2 separate regions of the Mus musculus genome follow, and region 1 is linked to region 2. A link is a contact called in public Hi-C data. All regions are on one chromosome and are shown on one strand. The core of a region is the stretch at or near the end of the contact, and the rest is flanking DNA. Distances in the headings are between cores, read along the strand shown. Region 1 has its middle 32 kb from the start of Tent5a. Region 2 has its middle 220 kb from the start of Tent5a.

What was found. Hi-C and Micro-C count contacts between places; a contact is called where the count stands out from the background.
Region 1: a Hi-C map of Th2 cells shows a contact between it and region 2, with 2.0 times the contacts expected there. The contact joins two enhancer-like sites. A contact is called at or near these places in 2 of 484 Hi-C or Micro-C datasets (both in Th2 cells) and 1 of 9 other capture datasets (adipose tissue).

The regions. Positions count from the first base shown.
Region 1 is chr9:85,293,082-85,297,135 of GRCm38.p6, forward strand. No RefSeq gene overlaps it. Among named protein-coding and RNA genes, the nearest start is that of Tent5a, 32 kb to the right of the region's middle. Within about 2 kb of position 1,615, at least 4 of the 459 cell types and tissues checked have an H3K27ac peak or open chromatin away from gene starts, as enhancers often do. A contact at or near this core is called in Th2 cells, where this site is marked.
Region 2 is chr9:85,105,972-85,109,730 of GRCm38.p6, forward strand. No RefSeq gene overlaps it. Among named protein-coding and RNA genes, the nearest start is that of Tent5a, 220 kb to the right of the region's middle. Within about 2 kb of position 1,545, at least 7 of the 459 cell types and tissues checked have an H3K27ac peak or open chromatin away from gene starts, as enhancers often do. A contact at or near this core is called in Th2 cells, where this site is marked.

The DNA.
Region 1 (4,054 bases), core at 365-2,864, 190 kb after region 2:
CAAATGCCTCAAACAAGCAGATAGTCCTCTTCCTGAGAGTTTGCTAATAAGTATGGATTAGTATTGCTATACTGGCTGGAAGGAGCCAATAAGACTGTATTTAAGACTAAGAAAAATGAAATCTGAGTATTTACAGAGGTGAATTCAAGATTTCGCATGCCTTTAATCCCAGCACTTGGGAGGCAGAGGCAGGCGAATTTCTGAGTTCCAGGACAGCCTGGTCTACAGAGTGAGTTCCAGGACAGCCAGGGCTACACAGAGAAACCCTGTCTCGAAAAAAAAAAAACAAAAAACAAAAAACAAAAAACAAAAAACAAAAAACAAAAAACAAAAAACAAAAAACAAAAAAAAAACAAAAACAAAAACCAAAAACCAAAAACCAAAAAACAAAAATTTGTTCATCTCCAAACCAGTGGGAGTGTCTCTCTTTGGAAGTTTCTACCCTGTGCATATTCAAACTGTCTATAGAATGAGGCTTTTTGAACTCCATCTTATGGACAGGATTCTTATATCACAGGGTTCTTGAAAATACTTTAATCTGTAGGCACACTAAATTTACCAAGACTATAGATGGCAAGCTATATAGGATTGTGATTTTTCTGAATAATGAAATTGTTCATTTAAACAAAACACACATATCACTCTGGTATTCTGTGTAAGTCTAAACAATAATTGTTTGAAAGTGAATAGTTGGGGGTATTTAGCAATCACATATAATTATGGATGATTATGCTTATAGATGACAAAACTGTGCGGACAAATGACTAAGAACCAGAAGCTTGTGTTTCCACAGGTGAGTCAAACCATCAGTTTATGAGGATTTTACTTCTAAGAAAATTTACTAAGGCTTTTACTAGGGATTTTACTTCCACGTAAATGGCATTTTGAAGTATACTACAGAGGAAGTTAACATGAGTCAGTCCCTCATGAACTCTTAAATCTTGAAGGAACCATTTGATTTCTCTAGACATAGTTTTCTCTACCTGGAAAAAGAGAGCAATACCTAATTCATAGGATTATTATAGAAATTAAATGATGCTAAAGTGGATAGTTTTGTCGAACGGCCATTCATTAAATATTCTTTCTAACTCTTTTCTGTGTTCTGTCCTTTTCTAAAGAGCAAAACTGAAAACAAAAACTACCTCTACTTTGGCTTAGATATGAAGAGGATTACGGCACTTTTTAAATATATAACTCATAAGATCTTGGGCCTTTTCTCACTTGACTGAGGTATGGAAACCGAGGCTGAAGAAAAATGTGAATCCTTATGTAAGTGTTGCAGGGTTCAAGTACCAGAAAGTACACTTAAGCCTGTCATCATCTCCATCACCAACCTGCAGCGATGTCTCTGCCCACTGGACTAACTTACAGACACCTGCTACTTCTCACACTCAGCTTCAGCCTTTTGACCTCGCTTCTCATGCTAGCTACTTCAGTCCACTTTTAAGGTCTACATCGTAGTCAAATTTCCCTCTTAAAATTGATTCGTCTGTCTTGGATTTCTCTACTCTGAAACTGACACTAATCTTCCCCTTGGATCTCCCACTCCACCTCAGTCCTTCTCAAGAAAGTTACAAGTGGCTGTTGCTTTGCCAAATCCAGAGATGATTCAAATCATCGTGATCAAGGTAACATTTGACTCAGCTCACCTGTCCCCTGTTGCAGTAACATCTTCCGGTGACTGCTAGAAGACCCACAGCAATGGCAGCTTTTCATTAGCCCAGCAGCTGGCTTTTTTAGCTCCTGAGGTCACTTAATATCAGTTCCTTAAACATTTCCAAGTTCCAAAATTCTCCCCTCAATCTAGTGTGCAGCACCTTCCACTGGAAACCCCATTCAACCATGGCATTAAATACTTTGATGGGGCTTGTAATTCCAAATGTGAAATCCCTCCCCTGAACTGCAGGCCTTTATATCCTATGTTGTCTCTTCTCATTTGTAGAATCTTCGCTTAGATGACTAAGCGTCTGACTTAATTCACCAAAATTCTACCTCCTATTGTAAACCGGAAACTTGAGCCACTTGTTCATCCCCTCTGAGGAGATGGCAGCTTCAGTCACACTGTTGTGAACACTCAGTCATTCTTGAATTCTCTTATCTCACTCCTCACATCCACTCCATCACCAAGTTCTGTTGGGTCTACCTTGGAGGACTGTCAAGAGTCTGGCCACTCTCTTCACTGCCACCATGCTGTGTCTAGGTATTATCATAACACTCTTGGTTTATCATAAGTGTGTTCCTTAATGGTTTTCTTGCTTCTCTGAACTAGATGATCCAGAACACACAGAAAGGCTTCTGAAATGACATTGGCTCAAAAAGTTTTATAAACTTTCTATAAAGATTAAAGTCTTTCGAAATGCCTTGAGTGGAGGCTGTCTTCCCCTTGCAGCTCATACTCTCTGTCTTCCTTGGCTTGATTTTTGCTACATATCATTATATAAATCATGTGTTTATTTGCTCACACACAAATACACACACACACACATGCACACATCCAGTGAGGGAAGAACTGTTAGTCTTTTCAATTTTTTTTCAGTTCATCAGTATAGACTTTATGAAAAGAAAAATAGAAAAAAAAAGAAAGAAAATGCAAAACAATATCTGGAATGCACCAGGAGTCCAGCAAATGTGTATGCAATTAATAAATAGATGGCTGAACTTTTGGTTAAAGAACTATATACATTTGCATGCTTGACATTCTTTGTCATATATTAAATTTTTAGTATCTCATCTTAAGTAAAATTAGTATGATCCAAAACAAAAATGATACTATCATAAATTGCTTCACCTTTCTATTTTCTTTAAAGATTTATTTATTTTATATTGAATTGTGTGTATGTTGTGTGCTCACATGTGCACATAAGTGCAGGTGCTCTTGGAGACCCAAAGACATTGTGTCCCTGAAACTGGAATTTTAGGAGGTAGTTATGAGCCACCACACATAAACGGGTAGGAACTGGTCTTCTGCAAGAGCAGTGTATACTCTTACCAATGAGCCATCTCTCCAGTCCCTCACCTTAGTTCATACAAAAATATTTTATCACAGTAAATGAGTTAAACTCCCAGTGTTCTCCCAGAGAGGACAACAAAACCACAGAGCATAGGAGGGACCAGAACTGAGTTTTCTGTGTGGCCCTAAGAATTATAAATCTATTCTTTTCCTTTCCCAGTCTTCTTCAGAATGCCCCAGTCCTTACCAGCCTGCCAGACCTTCTAATCTCTGACATTCTTTTTCCTTGAAGGTTTCATAGGTCATTGTTAATATTCCTCCAATGGAGTGAGCCTGTATCATCAGCTCATTGGGTAAGTAAACAGTAACATTAACATTAATATAGCCACCTAATCCTCACCAAGCATTTGTGCCAAGCACACAAATGTCATTGAACATTCACAAGATACCCAAAAGGAGGAAACACCATCAACCTGATTTTACAGAAAAGGAACTCTGATGCTTAGGCAAGGTCAAATAACTTATCATGTCATCGCAGTGAATGGCCAACTTGACTCTGTCAGTCTTCATAACTGTCAGTTGACACGTCTTACTAAAAAGATAAATTTTTCAAGACACTTGCCCGAAGATCCTCATTTATTAACACGTAGGTTGAGGCTGGGAATATGTGCTTCTAACAAAGTACCCGGGCAATTAATTATTTTATAATTCTCAAAGGGCTATCCCAATTATTCAGTTAGGCATTTTGTTCATTTCAAGTGAAGGGGGTTGGGGTGGAGAGACACAATCATAGAAAAATATGCTCTACCTTGTCCAACAAGATAAAAACCCTTGCCAACCTTTCCATCCTACAAAATAGATACTCCTAGATGTGTGTGTGTGTGTGTGTGTGTGTGTGTGTGTGTGTGTGTGTGTGTGTAGGGGGGGAGGGAAAGGGAGAAGAGAGAAGAGAGGGAGAGAGAGAAAGGGGAGGGGAAAGAGAGAGAGAGAGAGAGAGAGAGAGAGAGAGAATGTGTTTTGCTAAGTTTCAGTTTCATTTCTTTTGCATATTAACAGCAGCCAGCTAGTCTTCCAACATTCCACTTTCCCTAATAGTCTTAATTA
Region 2 (3,759 bases), core at 295-2,794:
GAATTAATGAAGAAGCAATGGGTCAATGGAATAGAATATTAATTACCAAGCTCAGCACATGAATGTCCAACTGGTTTTCAGACAGTGTGAATTGAATAGTATGTGGGGGCTGGGGGATGGGATCTATCGTTTTAATCAGTGGTGCTGTAACAATTAAGAGTTGTGGGAAAAGGAAATAAACATTCTCTCCAGACTCCAGCTAAAAAATGGGCCATGCTGGAAGTCAACATAGAACCACTACAAATGAGGAAAGCTGTTTAAAACAGCATAACTTCTCCTTCGGCACAATGTGAACCTCACTGAACCAAAACCCAGAGAAGACACGTGGGGCTCAAAGTACAGCAGTCTGGCGATGCAGGAACTAGCTAGAGGAAGGAACAGATGAAGAGCTACCAAACATCTACTGCACCATGATTTTTGCCTCTTTCCTTCCTGAAAGCTTTTAGCCAATTCCTATACTACTTATGATTTTTCTAGAAATCTTACAATGACTCAAAACTGGTAGGTTGCAATGGTAAGTGTGATAAATTAGTACAAGTCATTATTTACCACTCGATGTAGTGAGTGCATGGTCATCAGAAACACACAGCGATCACGCTCCCCACCTCCCCCACCATAAATGGCTCAGCTTTCCTACATCAAGGTTCAGCCCACTTCCTATTCCCTCCTCAGGCCCAAAGTCACATGGTGCCAACAGCTGCTCTGTTTCATGCTTAAACTGACAGTTGAATTTCAGGACTGGGTGATATCACTTTTGCTGGCAAAAATGAAGAAGGTTCACAGAGCTCTTTACTCCTTGGGCTAGAAACTTTATAAGACATATGACATAGATCCACCCATCATTTCCAAGCTACTTGTAAATTAAACAATGTCACATCTGTTTGGAGTTAAAAATGGTTCCTTCCATAGCTTTCCATTCCATCTTCATCTCCCCCGTCCTTATAAATAATGTACATGAGACCAACTAAATCACAATTAAATTGAGATAATACTCATACGATGTTTCCTTTGGTAAAAAAATATACTTTCTATATGTGTCATTTTTTATAGAAAGCACTCATTCTATGTGATATGGGAAATTACTTTTATGTATAAAACTTTACATGACTGAACAATAAACGTCAATAATAGAGAGTGAATTTGCATCATACAGACATTTTTATGACCTACTAGAGAACAGAAAAGATTATGTACCTTCTCCTTGTATTATTATCATATGTATTACTTTATAATATGAGGTCAAGGGATTAGCAAATGAAGAGACTGGTAAACAACATAAAACTAGAAGACAAAGTGAAGTGTAAGAGGAAATTTATAAAATGAAGTCCAGAGTGTAGACATTGATGGATGGAACCAGAAAAGGTGGCTTTAGCAATCTAGAAAAGGAACCATGTACTCACAAAGAGACCACTAGACAGTTGAGGTTGGATGAATAAATTGGACTTCAGTAGGACCATAAAAACCTCAGTGAGAAGGTAGTCTAAGGATGTTTCCTGTTTTCTCTAAACTATAAATATTTCTCTGAAGCTCATACAATAGAGCTTCCAAAAACTCTCGGTGCTTATATCTAGAATGACTAAGAGGGGTTTTTGCTTACACAGACTCTGTCTGCACATTCAGAGAATCAATGTGGGCTTGTCTGAGTACTTAGGAGACAGAAACCTTTCTTCTCCGTGCTGGTATATGACAGTTTCAATTGTGTAAAGTACACCTATGTGTCAAAAACTTAATCTGTAGGGCAATAAAGTCAGGAAGTGTGTTCTCATGGGATGTATTCAGTCTATGGGAGATCTGCCTTAAGGATGGATTTGGGTCAGTTACAAATGAGCGTGCTAATGGAGCTGATTATCTCATACCCTGGCATTCCATTTGGCACATCATATCACTGAGGTCTTGGTTTGATATGAATCTCTCAATGTGTGCCTTTTCAACTGTCAGAACTCTATGGCTAATAAATTCCATTTCCTTGTATATTGTCTAATCACTGGTATAACATAGGCTTAGACAGTCTCTCTTAATAAGCAAAGCAACAAGTATTCACCTTGCAGATCAAATTCACTATCACACAGTAGGGAGGTCTATTCTGTGCCATGGACAACCAGTATAGTAAAATGAAACACTTACAGATATCCCAATACTACACCTAGGTGTAAATACTGAGAAACATGGAAAGCTAAGAATTTTTGTACATGTACGATATCAATACCAATGATGCTGCAGCAGAAAAAAAATACAAGCTCAAGGTCTCAAAAACCTGCAAAGTCATAAAATGATGTATTTTACTTGCCCATGGGGAAAAAAAACAGTTCAGAAGCCAGAACTGTGTTTCCTTATTCATATCAAGATTTACATGGTCCTGGTGGGAGAGGGTGTTCATTTATGTGTGTATGTGGGTGATCAAGTTAGATGTTGAGGACTGAAGAATATATTTAGAAATTTGGAAAGATAGTACAGGGAGTTTCAATTCATATTTTCTCTACTAATCACCTCTTACAAGCCATAGTTCCTTTGTTGAACATTGCTACACTCTATTAACTAAACTAGCATTGGTGTTCAGATTCTACCAGTTTTTCCTAATGCTTCTTTTTAATTCCGGGGTCAAGATCAGAATACTGCACAGAGTCAGGACGCCTGCTCTAGACTTCTCAACTTGTGTGATGTTTTCTCAATCTTCATTTGCAATGACTCTGGGAGTTTTAAGGAGAAATACTCAGTACTTTATAGAATCTCACTCAGTTGGAGCAATGTTTGGATGATGTTTGCCAAGTAATTAGACCAAGGGTACGGACTTCAGGGAAGGATCGCGCATGGGCTTGCCAACATTCTTATCATATGTCGCTTAGTGCATAATGCAAATGTGCATCCTGGCAGAAGATACTACCTTTATCAGTTAAGAAGATTCCTTGACAGCTTTACAAAATATTCTTTCCCTCCTATATTGGTTCAATATTAGTTATGAAGCCCAGCCCACATTCAAGGGATCTAGGATTTATTTTAGTGTGACTGTTCTACTTATTGGCAAAGTACAGTTTGGAACATTCAACATAAAGATGCATTTTATTCTAAATGTAGATCTATTGTTTTATAAAGGTTCATTTCACCACAAACACCCTGTATTACATACTGACTACTTTCTCCTTTTGTATATCTAGTGTAGGATAATGTAAGCATTGGTGAGAGGTAAGGAAGAATTAAGAATTATGTGTAAATATATGGAGAAAAACACTGGAAGAGAAAACCAGCAATGAATATTTAAAATCGCACTCAAGACACTAGGAATTTATCTTCAACCAAGTAACATAATTACAGTTTTAGAGCAAGAGCGTGCTTTCCACTGTTCCTATTTTTAATGACAGATGCAGCAGCTAAAGTTTTCAAACCCAAGCAGGCAAACTGTACTTGCTTGAGCTCAAAAGCTATGCTCTCTTGGATCTTAGTCCTTCTAACTCAGCTACATGAACTCTGACCACAGTTATGAAAGCGATCTTGTAAAAATTCTCAGTGCTGGAAAGTAACTATTTGCTTAAAAGAGTGTCCTCTTCCTTGACTTTTCAAAATAGTGTCCATGCTCTTTCCCAACATTGTCTAAGAGTTTGGGTGTTATTCTTCAGGTAATGATTTGTGTTACAGTTCTGAGACTGTTGGAAAAGGTCTTTCTTCAACAAGGGTTCTACAGATGTGAGACATTCTCCCCCACATGCAGCATTCAGAGGGAGGCACTTGGAGTATGAAGTAAGAGTCTTTACTTTATTGGCTCCC